Regions from separate parts of the Mus musculus genome. Here all the other regions are linked to region 3. A link is a contact called in public promoter capture Hi-C and targeted proximity ligation data. All regions are on one chromosome and are shown on one strand. The core of a region is the stretch at or near the end of the contact, and the rest is flanking DNA. Distances in the headings are between cores, read along the strand shown. Region 1 overlaps Mark2 (MAP/microtubule affinity regulating kinase 2). Region 2 has its middle 110 kb from the start of Gm32245. Region 3 holds the start of Trpt1 (tRNA phosphotransferase 1). Region 4 overlaps Nrxn2 (neurexin II).

Region 1 (3,125 bases), core at 390-2,889, 310 kb after region 3:
CTCCACTACATAGAAAGTTCAAGACCAGCCTGGACTAGATGAGATCTTATCTCAGAGACAAAGAAAGAAAAGATGTTGGGGAGTTGTGTGTAGTAATATTCACTTGTAATCACATCATCCAGAGGCAGGAGAACTGCCATGAGTTCCAGGCTACCTTGATTACTGTGAATTCTAGGTAGCCAAGTTTTACCTATCAAGAGCTTGTCCTAAGAACAACAAAACAGCAAAAACCAAGTGAGGTGGTGTAGTGGCTCAGAGGGTCAAAGTGTTTGCTATCCCAGCCCTGCCTATCTAAACACCATCTTCCAGAACCCATGTGGAAGCCAGGCATGATGGTGTGCATCTATATTCCCAATATCCCTATAGAGAGATGTGAGACAGAGACAGGAAAACGGCCAGGGAGGCTTATGGGCTAGCTAGCCTGCTGTCTGCCATAGGAGAAACAATAAAGTGCTTGTCTAGCATACAAAAAGGCCATGGGTTCAATACCAGCACTGTAAAAACGAGATTGTAGACAACTATAAAACTTTCCTCAGAAAGTGGAAGTAGGACTCTGAGTTCAAGGTAATTTCCTGTAGACAGGGCAAGTTCATGGTCAACCTACAATACTTGACTCAAAAAAAGGGAAGAGTTGAAATGTCTTCAGATCATGTTCCCAGCTTACAACCAAGTGGGCTCTTGCCCATCAGTCACTAATAGAAACTGGAGATCATAGACAGCTAGGGATCAGCAAGGTGGCATATCTCATCTGCTTACTTCTTGGCTCCCTGTTTCCTCAAAGGGGGAATCTCCTGCCTCTCGTGGCAATCAGGCCTCCCACTTTAGACAGCTCTTCTCTCTGCCTTCCTACATTCAGTCCCTCCTGGTTTGCTAGGAAAACAGCATGTGTTGCAGAGAATGAAATTCAATGTGAACTATTTCAAAAAGCTCCTGATCAGAGAAGTGACAATTACTGCATAAAGACTGCAGGAGACATTCGTATCTGCTACATTTACTGCTTGAACTGGGGCTCTGGTTGGTTACAGGCCCTGTCAACCTTAGGATACTCCCAAATTGCTCTGTCCCACTACACAGAGCTGCGTTCCCACCCTGCCCCTCCCAGAATGCCTCCTGCTACAGTGAGGCAGCATGAACTAAACACAGCAGCGATGGCGGCGGGGAGCTCAGTGACTCACCCAGCACACCATCTCCTCCCAGGATCTCCCGGCTCCTCCTGGGGCTTTGCCAAAGCAAAGCAACAAAGAAGCATGAGATTTTTAAGAAATAAAAATAAAAAATAAAAACCAAAAAACTACCTCAGCATTTATGCAACTGATATGGACTTAACCCTTTGCTCTGACTTGCCTAATGTGGCATCCTTATGGAGGTTGCCTAGGAGTTCAGCCAGCCCCAGGCCAGGAAGCAGGCTTCCAGGTCTTACCCAATTCCAGAAGCTGCTGGAAAGTGCTGAACAAAAGTCATGTCTCTTTTCCACTTCACCTTTTCCTACAAGAATAAAAACTACTGCCTCCTATCCTTCAAGTTCACAGAGGGAGCTGAAGAAGCAAGACAGAGGAAAACCACCAGGCCCGTTCACTGCCCTACAAGTTACTGTGGCCAGAGGTCAGCCAGAGGAGGAGGTTTCAGAAACCACCCAGGGCTGTTACTAATCTGGCCTCACAACTGCCTCCATCAGACCAGACTTTCCACAGTGTGACTACTCCCTTGAAGTGACTGTTAAACATTTAACCAGTTGCTCTGTCCAGAAACCAGGCTCACTTGCCCTAATAGGCAGAGGTGCTACATGCCCATCTTCTGTAGACAGCCAACTAGAATGGGAGAAAACCTGAGCCATGGAAGGGGGGGGGGGTCTGTCAGACCACAGAGTAAATCCACTGCATTGGCTATCCTGGGCACACCTGCTACTCAGGACCATCACAGTCCAGTACAGCTTTCAGCAAGCACCCTGTGAAAAAGAGGGGGTGTCCTTTCATTTTTATTGTTTGGCATCTGGGACTTTATATGTATGCTAGCTTCTGGGACTAACTAAAGAAAACACTCAGGCAGGCATAATGGGCTACAGTGCGTTCCTCCAAAAATTCCCCACTCATCCTAAGTTCCCTTCTAGGAGCTGGGGTGGGGTTTGGGATGAGCTCAGTGGTGTACTGGTTCTACCATGAGCCTAATGATGGGCCCCTGTCCAGCAGTGCTAAAGTTCCCTCTGAGAAACCCTTACCAACAGTAGCTATTCTCTTAGGACCCCACTGATGGGCCACTGCTCTCTGGGTACCATACACACAGTACCTTAATCTTCTAAATCTTGGTGACAGTGTGACACAGAGGACTTGAATAAGGATCCTTCAAAACCTCCTGGCATGGCTGGGGCTTGCAGTGAAATAGGAGAGACTGACTGAAGAGACAGGAACCCAAATAGAAACCAGCATTTTTAATGTCTGCTGCCTCACAGAAGAGAAGAGCTATTGCAAGAGGAACAGGGAAGAAAATGTCCAACTAGAGGGAGGGAAGTGAGCCTCTGACAGTGTCTTGATACATTTGGGGCCAATATAAGAATAGCTGGCTTCCCTATAGCATAATCAAAGCAAGGGGGATGTGTCTATCTGCCATCCTGGACTGAAGGTAAACATTGCTGTACCCTAAGTAGCCACAGTTAAAACAGGTATCTTAGGCAGGCTGGTTGTCAGCAGTTAGGTGAAGACTGGAAAGTTGAAGCCTCCCAGTAAGACTCAGGCCCTCAGCTTCTCACTCTAGACCTAGAGTCAGAGGGGTGGGCAACTATTCAATTACTGACAGTAATGGCCATTTTGTTTCTAGAGAGGCCCTAGCTGCAAGTACTTTCAGCCAGGGGTTACAGTGTACAATACAGATCACAGTCATCTTTTACTACGTGTGTCTTTTCAGAGTCCCAGGAAGACAATATGACTATTTCAGCTTCCAAGAGAAGTGAATGATGCAGGGAAGAGCCAATTCAGCCAGGTGGCAGCAATCTGGCTCTGGGCTTCCTGGCCTCTGACAGGGACGTGCAGGACGACCCTTGGAGAGAAATGGGTCACTTCTGCGTCTTGTTAGATGGACCGTTACACAGACTGAGAGGACGCTGATTGCTGAAGGAGGCAGCCAGCCAAGTC
Region 2 (3,048 bases), core at 116-2,615, 320 kb before region 3:
GGCGGTCCGACTCAGGCTGTTGTCCCTGTAGCACAGGCTCATCAGAATCCCCAGGCTCCGTGATGGCAAAGGCAGCCTGGACGGTGCTCTGAGGAACGAACGGTGCTGCTGAGACTGGAGCGATGACTGAGAGGGTAAGAGTGCTTGCTGCTTAGTTTGGTTCCCACCCAGCACACACATTACTATGACTTCAGTTCCAAGAGATCCAGTACCCTGTTCTGGTCACAAACACCCACATATATATGTGTAAGTAAAAATAATTCTTAAAAAGCAAATAGCCAGGTGTGGTGGCGCACACCTTTAGCACTCGGGAGGCAGAGGCAGGTGGATTTCTGAGTTTGAGGCCAGCCTGGTCTACAGAGTGAGTTCCAGGACAGCCAGGGCTACACAGAGAAACCCTGTCTCGAAACCCCCACCCATAAAAAAGGAAATAAGGATATTGTCTTCTTGTAGGTATAACACAAAACCACAAAGTGGGTAAGTTTTAAACTATAGAAGATGTTTGCTTCATAGTTCTGGACACTGGAAGTCCAAGATCAAGGGGCCTTATCTTCTAAAGCAGTCTGGCCAAATCATCACAGCTGAGAGGCAAACACTAGGCAGACGAAAGGAAATTAGACAGAACTCATTTTCTTGGGAAGCGCACTCCTGTGACAACAAACCACCCTGTCAATCATCAGTTGCATCCTTAATCCCACCTGGAAGGCAGAGCCCTCCAGCCCAATCACCTGTAAAAATCCCATGCCTCTATTTTATTAGTTTATTAATCATTTTACATGTATGGGTGTTTGCCACAGTTGTGGCCAGAGCCACAGGAGCCAAAAGAGGGCATTGGATCCCTAGAACTGGAGTTACAGAGGGTTCTAGGAGGCCATCCGGGTGTCCCAAACAGCTGAAGCATCACCCCAGCCCCTCATCTGATTTTTGAGATGGAAGTCTCACTATGTAGCCCAGGCTGGCCTCAAATTCAAGAACTTCCCTCTTGCCTCGCCCTCCCAAGTGCTGGGATTGCAGGCCCTTGGCAGCTGCACCTCCTCACACTGTTATAATTGCAGTTCACACTGAACCTGAATTTTGGCGGGAACATCCAAACTGCAGCAGAGGACTCATCACATGGAGCATGGGTTGGGGGGCACAAACCACATGAGGACACAGCCTTGGGTGTAGCCTTCACACCAAAACATGGGGGTGGGAGAGATTTGGGGCAGGGGTGTGTTTTTGAGGAAGACTGAAGGTCTGCAAATGAAAAAGGAAGGGCTGCACCTTCTCTAAGGAACCCATTCTGGCACCGCCCCAGTGGCTGAGGTGACAGAGGTAACTGCACCTGGCTATTAACAGGACAAAGAATGATCCTCAGAGGGTTTGAAGACTAGCTCTTGGTTGCCTTGGAAACCAAATTCCCTGTTCAGCCTCCCTAGGCGTCTTTCTACCCACCTGCCTTTTTCTCCAGCCTTGATCCAAGCCAAGAAACAGAGAAGGGCAGGTCACACCCCTGCAAGGCAGAGGATGGGGTGGAGCACCCCTGGAAAGAAAAGAATCCCACAATTGCCAAGTCTTTTACGAAACCGGAGGGTGAGGGAAAGAATTTCTGCTGATCAATGTAAGAGAGAATATAAAGTGTAAAGGCAGGGCTGGTGGGATGGCTCAGCAGGGAAAAGCATTCGCTGCCCATGCCTGACAATCTGAGTTCAATTCCTGGGTCCCACACTGCACATTGAGATCAGACTCCTGCAACTTTTCCACAACCCTCGAGACACTGGAGTGACCCAAGCACCAAACATGTGTGTGGTACACTTTCACACATACAAACAAAGCACGCATGCACACCGTTGTCACCATCACCATCATCATTATCATCATCATCATTGTCATAATAATAATAACCTTAAATTTAAAAGAAACAAAAAACAGAAAACAGAAGGCTAGAGACATGACTCAGCAGTTAGACCTAGGATCAGTTCTCAATACCCACATGGTGACTTACAATCAATCGTAATTCCGGTTCCAGGAGATCTGACACATTCTGCTGACTCCCCAAGCACCAACATGTATGTGACACACCTACACACATACAAACAAAGCACGCATACACATAAGATAAAATAAATCTAAAACATAATTAAGAAAAACAAAACCAAACCAGGATCCGGGTGTAAGTCAGTTGTCAGGGTGCTTGTGCTAGGTGCCTAAAGGCTTGGGTCCCATCCCAGCACCACATAAGCTGGGGGGGGGGGGAGAGTGTGCACTAGCAACCCCAGCACCATGGAGACACAAGAATCAGAAATTCAAGGTCATCCTCGGCTACATATTGACTTCCAGACAATCGCTGCTACATGAGACCTTGAGTAAAACAGAGAGAGAGAGAGAGAGAGGTGCCTTTTTCAGTCTCTGAGAAACAATTGTGCTGGCAATGGTTGAAACAGAGGAAACTCCAATGAGTGTCCAATAATATGAAGCTACCCCTCCAAGTGTGGACGAAACACTTGTATTATTGGCCAGATTAGAGGCCCCTGGCCTCAGCCAGGTAGATCCCATCTGGAGCCTCATGCAGGTAGAGTCGGGCAGTGATGGTGGCATCCTCCTCAGGCCTTAACCTCCCTCACGATGTCAGTAGAGACTGGAGCGCCCCACCCCCACCTCTCCACTTTGGACACGTGTGATTACAGGGAATGGTCACCCCCTCAGGCATCAGTTCTCAGTTTCGCCTTCTTAGAGACTGGCTCTCGAGTTCAGTGCTGTGCATAGGAGACTAGCGGCCCGCAAGCTTCCAGGGATTCTCCCATCCCTGCTCCTGTCTTGCAGGAGGCGCCCTGGGATTACAGACACAGTGCTGTGTCTGAGTTTTCACACAGGTTCTGGGACTTTAAACTCAGGTTCTCCTGCTTGTGTGGCAAACACTTTTCCCATTGAATCCATCTGTTTCCCAGACCTCTCTCTCTCTCTCTCTCTCTTCATGCGACAGCTCTGAATGGCTGGTTTGGGCTTCCTCACACCATGGCAGTCTCAGAATAGTCACAGTGCGGCCAGTCAGTCACTAGAGAAGTTCTG
Region 3 (3,231 bases), core at 242-2,741:
CTCTATGCTGTCTGGGGTCCTGGTGGCTCACCTCATCACAGATCTCCTGTAGGACACTGGAGAAGAGTTCTCGTACCACCAGCAACCCGGGGAGGTCCTTGTGCCGGGGGATGCCACCAGAGCACAGGGCCTGTGAAAAGTTGAGGCTCAGATTTCATCTATGCCACTTCCCACACCGCCGCTTTTCTCTTGCTGGGCATGGAGGCCTGGAGCAGACTCAGTGTGAGAGTCCTGGCAATCCCTAACCCAGGCCCACCTATTCCAAGGAGAGCAATCGGAAGCCCAGCTAGGAAGGATTACATGGATCGGATAAGAAGAGGCATCCTCCCTTCAGTCTCTCCTCCCATGTTCCCTAGCTTCCATAGGTGTGTTCCAGCTTAGATTTATGGCTGGGGCTCCCAGATGGCAGTGAGCACCTTGTTTCCTCCCAGTAGTGGTGGAGAGTCATGGGTTGTGCTCAGCTGGGCCCCACATTCTCCTGGACAGCAGAGCATGCGCCTGCAGGCTCAGAAATACCAAGCCGGTTTTCCCTTTATGAGAAGAGGAAACCAGGACCAGGAGTGCTTGGATTTTGAGCCTTTGGACCTAGCCAGTCATCTTACCTGAGGTTCAGGGTGCCCACCGGGTACATCCACCAGTCCGGGAGCTTCCGCTACCTGCTGAGAGCGGCGCAGGAAGACAAGGAAGTCGTCAGCTGTGACCAGTGCGGCACCCACCCCCAGTGGGTCTGCCAGATAGGCTTGCTTGTCACCCCAATCTGCAGCGCCCTGCTGTCGCAGCCAGGAGGCTGAGCTGGACCAGTTGGTGCCCAGGAAGTCCCGGTAGGAAGTTAGACCCAAGTGCAGGAGCAGCTGTGGCTCAGGCGAGCTGGACACCAGTGTGGCTGAGTGAAGGCGGAACTTGGGAGCATCAAAGATCCAAGGTTGGGCCTGTTGCCGAGTCTCCCAGATGGCAGTGATGGCCTTGTCTCCTCCAGGCAATGGACGACGGTCATGAGCCGGGCTCAGCTCCACTGCTACCTGCTCCTGGGAAAGTCCCCCAAGAGGGCACAGCAGCAGCAGGGACACCTCGGGGTCCATAGTCTGACAGGGCAGCTCTGGCAGAGGACACAGATGGCCATCCTGTCACTCTAGGAAACGAGCTGACCCTCTCTTCCACAGAACTCCTGAGTGCTCCCCAGTCCTTTTGCAGATCCCTGACTACTTATTGCGAGCATCATTCCAGCAAGAGTACTGAGCTCAGCAGGCGCCCTGGAATCCTGCTGTCCCAAACCCCTAAAGCCTCTGGCAACCCTACCACCCAGCAGCACTAGGTCCCCAAAACTCTCAAGGCCCCCGCCCCCCCCCCCCCCAACTCCAGGAGTCCTACCTCCAACCTGGACACGCTTGATCTACTCCCAGGATCTGGAAGCTTGATCTCGGAATTTAGCGGCTGGCCCGGCCCCCAAAGTCCACCCCTTTCCCCAAGCGGAAGTACCCGCCCCTTTCTTTCCTGGCTTCCCATTAGCCAGTCCGTGTTCAGGTCCGGATCCCGCCCTCCGCAGTGGAGCCCTTCAGATCTATGCAGACCCGCCGACCTACTTGTCAACGCATACGCCAGCCCGGTGCCCGGGGCAGCCGTGCTGTGATCTGATTTCAGGGCCCGGGGTCTGGTCCGGATCCCTCGGGCCTCGAGGCTGCCAGTGTGACCTTGAGCAAGTCTCGCCCGCTGGGCCTCAAGTTCCCTTGCTGAACTAGGGTGGGATGAGCAGTGCGGTTCTTATCCTGAGCTTTTGTAACTTTCTGGGCAGAGAACCCACACTCCCTGCTCCCTACAGGTCTTGATCATGAACGCCCCTGGAGGAAGGAGGAAGGAAGGTAGAAGGACTCATAGACCCCGGGAACAGGTGCGCACCTTTCCAGCCTTACCCACAACGCTAGGACATGGGAGAGACCCTCTGAGCCTTAGCTTCTTGGTGGGGTAGACTGCAGCACCATGGGCGCTGTTCTAGCCTGCCTTAGCAGTAGGACATCCAGGGCTGGCTACTGAAACTCAGATCATCACTGGACTCTTTCAGGACCGAAATGTGCAGCTGTCTAAGGCTCTGTCCTATGCCCTTCGCCACGGGGCCTTGAAGCTGGGACTTCCCATGCGAGCTGGTAAGTAACCATGCTGGAACTGGGAGGAATGGTGGGAGCCCAGAGAGCAACTGGAACCTCTGTCTCCTCGACTTTAATTCTTAACATTGCCCCAAGAGGAATGCAGAATAGACACACCCTCCAAATGTACAGGGGAAAAAATGTACAAGGCCCAGAACCTCTTTCATATCCTCTGGAAGAGGAGCCCCTGTCTAGGCTGGACTTCATGATGTCTCTTTCGACCAACTGGCCCAATCAACACTTCCCAAGGATGGACAGAGGAGCATACTGAACAACTGATGTTTATTGAATGGCCGCTGTGGGCGGATACTTAGTGCTTGCTATGTTACTCTCCCTGGAGCAGACACACTGTTCTGGTTTCTTTTTGTAGTGTTTTGTTTGTTTGTTTGTCTTGGTTTTGGTTTTGGTTTTTTATGTGCATGAGTGTTTTGCCTGCCCCACGTGCATACTTGGCTCTCGCAGAGGCCAGAAGAGAGCATTGCATTCCAGTGGGACAGGAATTACAGGTGGTTGGGAGCTGCCGTGTGAGTGCTGGGACCCGGCCCCAGGTCCTTAGGAAGAACAGCCAGTGCTTTTTTTAATTGTGGCACCATCTAGAAAGCCTCATTTTTCATTTTGGGGACAAAATGTCATGTAGCCTAAGCTAGCCTCATCTTGAACTCTTGATTCTTTTGCCTGCCCTTCTCAAGTGCTAAGCTTATAGGCGTCTACCAATATGCCCACCATGAAGCGGGCACCTTCCCATGTTAAATAAAGTGAGGCCTGGGGCAGAAATGCATCTCCTTAGCAGAGCTCTCTCCTGCCTGCTGCAAAGCCCTGGCTTCCATCCCCAGCACAGGAAAAAACAAAACAAGGGCTGGGGGTGGGGGTGGCTCACACCTTTAATCCCAGCAGTCATGAGGCAGACCAATCTCTGAGTTCCAGGGCAGCCTGGTCTACAGATTGAGTTCCAGGACAGCCAGGACTACACAGAGAAACCCTGTCTAGTGGTGGGGGAGAGAAACAACATCTTGAGACCCCAAAAGGAAAGCCTTCCTGAAAGTCACAGAAAGGAAGCACCTGTGATCTCCCAGGCCTAGCCCTGTTCCAGCTG
Region 4 (3,379 bases), core at 199-2,698, 490 kb before region 3:
TCATTCCTCATTGATGTCTTGGTTGAGCCTCACACCCTGCCCTACACTCTTCCCTACATCCATTTCATTTCTGAACTTAGCCTCTGCCACACCCTTCCTTCTCCACGCTCTTGAGCCCCAGCCTCCGACCTCAGCCTCCAGCTCGATACGCAGCTCCTTTGCCCTCAGTTTTCGGTTTGTATCAAGCCATAGCCTTGAGCTGTGAGGGTAGAGCAGGCTGGCCAGGCTCTGTGTGCCAGTTGGAAAGGTCTGTGTGGGGAGCCCTGGGTGTTGTGGAGAGAAGAATTAGGAAGGGGGAGAAAACCAGCAGAGGAGGCTGGAGTAGGGTATGACCTTCCCCATCTGAGCAAGGATGGGGCTCTGGGTTCCTATAGTCCAGCTCCTCCAACACCAAGGTGTGAAGCGATGGCATCCTGTGAACAGAGCATGACTACTGACAGTGGTGGGTGACAAGCTTGGTTCCCAGGAGGGGAAGGACACAGAGGGACGAGCAGGGGCTGAGGTGGAGGCCAGGCTTGGGGAGGAGGCCAGCTGTGTGACAGCCCATGCAGAGAAATGGTGAACTGTGGACAGCAGTGTGGTGGTGGGCATGCGACAGTTGTGACAGAGAGATGGCTGTGGGTCGAGGTGACCCAGAGAGACCTTGTGTCAGTGCCCTTGGAAGAGTGTGGCTGTGAGCTTTCATTTCCTCGGGGATTGTTGTGGTTTCAGTCGCCTGACCGTGTGGTTGGGTGCTGTCATGTTTCCCTGAGTCCTTTTGAACTGTCCCCTCTTCTCTGTCCTGTGAGGCCACGTGTGGCTTTGGAGCTGATGGTGAGTTTGAGCCCCAGCACTTTCCGTAGTTTTGCTCTGTGCTTGTGCAAGTCACTGCAGCTCTCCGAGCCTCGGTTTCCCCAGATGTGCCCACACATGAGATCATATATGTAATGAGCTCATTGCACGGCATTCCGCATCCTGGTAACCTGTGACTAGTCGCCTGGGCATGGAAGTTTAGGGGATGATGCTTCCTCCCAGAGCAGGAAGGGCAGGAAGTCTGTGAGGAGGCATTCTTCCGTCAAGCCTCCCCTGGTGCAGCCCTGTGAGGGCGCAGCCTAGGTGCTGCAGAGCATAGGGAGGATTCTGAGAAGGGTGGAGGTCCCAAGAGACGCAGGCACCGAGGGGGAGCTGGGTACCAGATGGGCTCACAGCCCCTTGGGGGCAGCCCCCAAGTCCCCTCCTCCCCCAGTGACACATCAGCTCCCACCACAGCATGGTTAGCAGTTCTCAGAGAGTGGGGAGGCGGCAGCAAAATAAGAGAAAAGCAATTTGACGTTTCTAATAAAGCGTCGCTCCACTTTGCCAAATTAATTTTGACTCCCATAATTATTTGCTGTAGGAGCGGCCGCGTTCTCCCCACCGCCGCCTAATGAGGTAATTGGGGAATTAGGAATTAATGACTTTAACAGAAGTGACAACTGACTTCACATCAGGAGCAGCTCTGGGGAGCTGCCTCTCCCCCGGAGTGCACAGCTCCAAGCTTGGCTGCCTCCTAGGAAACCCAGGTGTCCTGCCTTCCAGCTCCCCTGGCCCATCCTCTGACGGTCCAGCTCCCATCCCGCCAGTGCCCTTGACCATTGTCCCTGCCCGGGTGGAGTCTTGTGGGGGGGAGAAACCCTCAGAGACATCCAAGGGGCCGATACTATTCTGGGTGGTATCGTTACTAACAATAGTAACCAGGAGGCTTGGCTGTTCCTTGCCTGTGTGAGAGCAGATGATCGTCTCCCTGGGGATGTTGTCAGTCCGTGGGTGGTGCATGGGTGGGGCTCGCTAAGACGGTTAGGCAAGGCGGCCTCAGTTTCCTTGCTGTACCTCCTTGGGGGTGGATGACAGAGTCTGTGCAGACAGGTGTGTGTGGCTTGTGCAGGATCTTGGGATGGGGAGTACTGGATCCCACAGATAGATAGCCTTGGGGAACATGGCTGCATGTCCTGCTTCTCAACCCACCCCTCACCTCCCTGCGCCCCCCACCTCCACCCCCATTGCCAGGCCTTTGAGCTTTCTTTCAACGTGGCTAACGACCAGAGGGTTTTTTCTCGCTCAGGCTGGACTGGGAGTTCTTCAGTGTGTGGTTTTGTGAGCTAGGCAGGGTCTCTGAGAGTGATCCAGGGCTCCCAAGGATCCCTGTGCCGGCCCTGTGTGGGAGGGGCCAGGGATCCCTGTGCCGGCCCCGTGTGGAAGGGGCCAGGCTGACTCTTGCTGTGTGTGATGGCTGCTGGAAGACACAGGGGAGCAGAACTGGGCTTAGCTTTGGGTTTAGTGGGCCTTCCCCTGGCTTGGTGAGGCAGGCTGGTCCTGAAGGCAGGGTTGCCCTTAGCATCTCGCACGCCATGCCCCTCAGGTCTTTGAATGAGTGTCTCCCCAGACTAGTGGGCAAAGGGACAAGAACAAGGGCACTGGTTTTGGAGGTTGGGGCTCAGATGCTAGGTCCTCTCTTGGGAGCTGAGACTGAGGTGTTGCTCCACCCCCAGCCTTACTTTCTTCCTGGGTAAGATGTGACACCATACGTCTCCTCAGGGTTCCTGTGCCTCCTCAGGGTCCCTGTGCGTGTTCTGAGATCTCAGCAAAGTTCCTCCTCTCACTCCATCACCGCTGGCCACATTGTTTGTGGTTGGACCTCAAGTGGCCTTTTCTGGCTTCCCTGTGGGCCTGGGTCCTAAGGGTGCAGTCTCTTGGCTTTCTTCCCACAGGTCTTTACCACCGTCTTCTTTCTGCCCCCTCAAATCTCCAATCCCATCCCATCCCAACACCCCAAGATCCTCCTCCCTTAACAAAGCTGGTATGGCTCTACAGCCCTGTTCTTTTTCTTGCCCATCACTTCCTACCCTTCTAGGGTCCAGGCTTCCCCCTGACACTGTAGCTGCAGAGGTCAGGCAGGGTCCAGGCTAACCCCTGACACTGTAACTGCAGAGGTCAGTCAGGGTCCAGGCTAGCCCCTGACACTGTAGCTGCAGAGGTCAGGCAGGTCCAGGCTACCCCCTGACATTGTAACTGCAGAGGTCAGTCAGGGTCCAGGCTAGCCCCTGACACTGTAGCTGCAGAGGTCAGGCAGGTCCAGGCTACCCCCTGACATTGTAACTGCAGAGGTCAGTCAGGGTCCAGGCTACCCCCTGACACTGTAGCTGTAGAGGTCAGGCAGGGTCCAGGCTACCCCATGACATTGTAACTGCAGAGGTCAGTCAGGGTCCAGGCTACCCCCTGACACTGTAGCTGCAGAGGTCAGGCAGGGTCCAGGCTACCCCCTGACATTGTAACTGCAGAGGTCAGTCAGGGTCCAGGCTACCCCCTGACACTGTAGCTGTAGAGGTCAGGCAGGGTCCAGGCTACCCCCTGACATTGTAAC

The links. Promoter capture Hi-C pulls out the DNA fragments that hold promoters and counts their contacts.
Region 1: a contact with region 3 is called in a targeted proximity ligation map of pancreatic cancer cells. A contact is called at or near these places in 4 of 39 promoter capture datasets (cranial neural crest, frontonasal cranial neural crest, liver and 1 more), 1 of 484 Hi-C or Micro-C datasets (CD4 T cells), 5 of 130 datasets of targeted methods (the NIH/3T3 cell line, bone marrow-derived macrophages, effector CD8 T cells and 2 more) and 2 of 9 other capture datasets (adipose tissue and liver).
Region 2: a contact with region 3 is called in a targeted proximity ligation map of embryonic stem cells, with 3 times the contacts expected there. A contact is called at or near these places in 2 of 39 promoter capture datasets (the C10 cell line and embryonic stem cells), 1 of 484 Hi-C or Micro-C datasets (embryonic stem cells), 5 of 130 datasets of targeted methods (bone marrow-derived macrophages, embryonic stem cells and large pre-B cells) and 1 of 9 other capture datasets (adipose tissue).
Region 4: a promoter capture Hi-C map of pre-B cells shows a contact between it and region 3. A contact is called at or near these places in 13 of 39 promoter capture datasets (the 3T3-L1 cell line, 3T3-L1-derived adipocytes, the C10 cell line and 6 more), 14 of 130 datasets of targeted methods (the NIH/3T3 cell line, T-cell acute lymphoblastic leukemia, embryonic basal ganglia and 9 more) and 1 of 9 other capture datasets (embryonic stem cells).

The regions. Positions count from the first base shown.
Region 1 is chr19:7,300,977-7,304,101 of GRCm38.p6, forward strand. All of the region lies in intron 1 of Mark2 (MAP/microtubule affinity regulating kinase 2), which reads right to left. It overlaps Gm17227 (predicted gene 17227), which reads left to right. Exons shown (of 2, transcript NR_167892.1): 2 at 2,899-3,125. Among named protein-coding and RNA genes, the nearest start is that of Gm17227, 4.9 kb to the left of the region's middle.
Region 2 is chr19:6,674,421-6,677,468 of GRCm38.p6, forward strand. No RefSeq gene overlaps it. Among named protein-coding and RNA genes, the nearest start is that of Gm32245, 110 kb to the left of the region's middle.
Region 3 is chr19:6,994,640-6,997,870 of GRCm38.p6, forward strand. Trpt1 (tRNA phosphotransferase 1) reads left to right here and starts at 1,492. Exons shown (of 7, transcript NM_153597.2): 1 at 1,492-1,885; 2 at 2,057-2,138. The coding sequence starts at 1,826. Nudt22 (nudix (nucleoside diphosphate linked moiety X)-type motif 22) reads right to left here and starts at 1,398. Exons shown (of 6, transcript NM_026675.2): 1 at 1,369-1,398; 2 at 603-1,096; 3 at 32-130. The coding sequence starts at 1,079.
Region 4 is chr19:6,505,818-6,509,196 of GRCm38.p6, forward strand. The region is part of intron 18 of Nrxn2 (neurexin II); the gene reads left to right. Among named protein-coding and RNA genes, the nearest start is that of Gm52381, 10 kb to the left of the region's middle.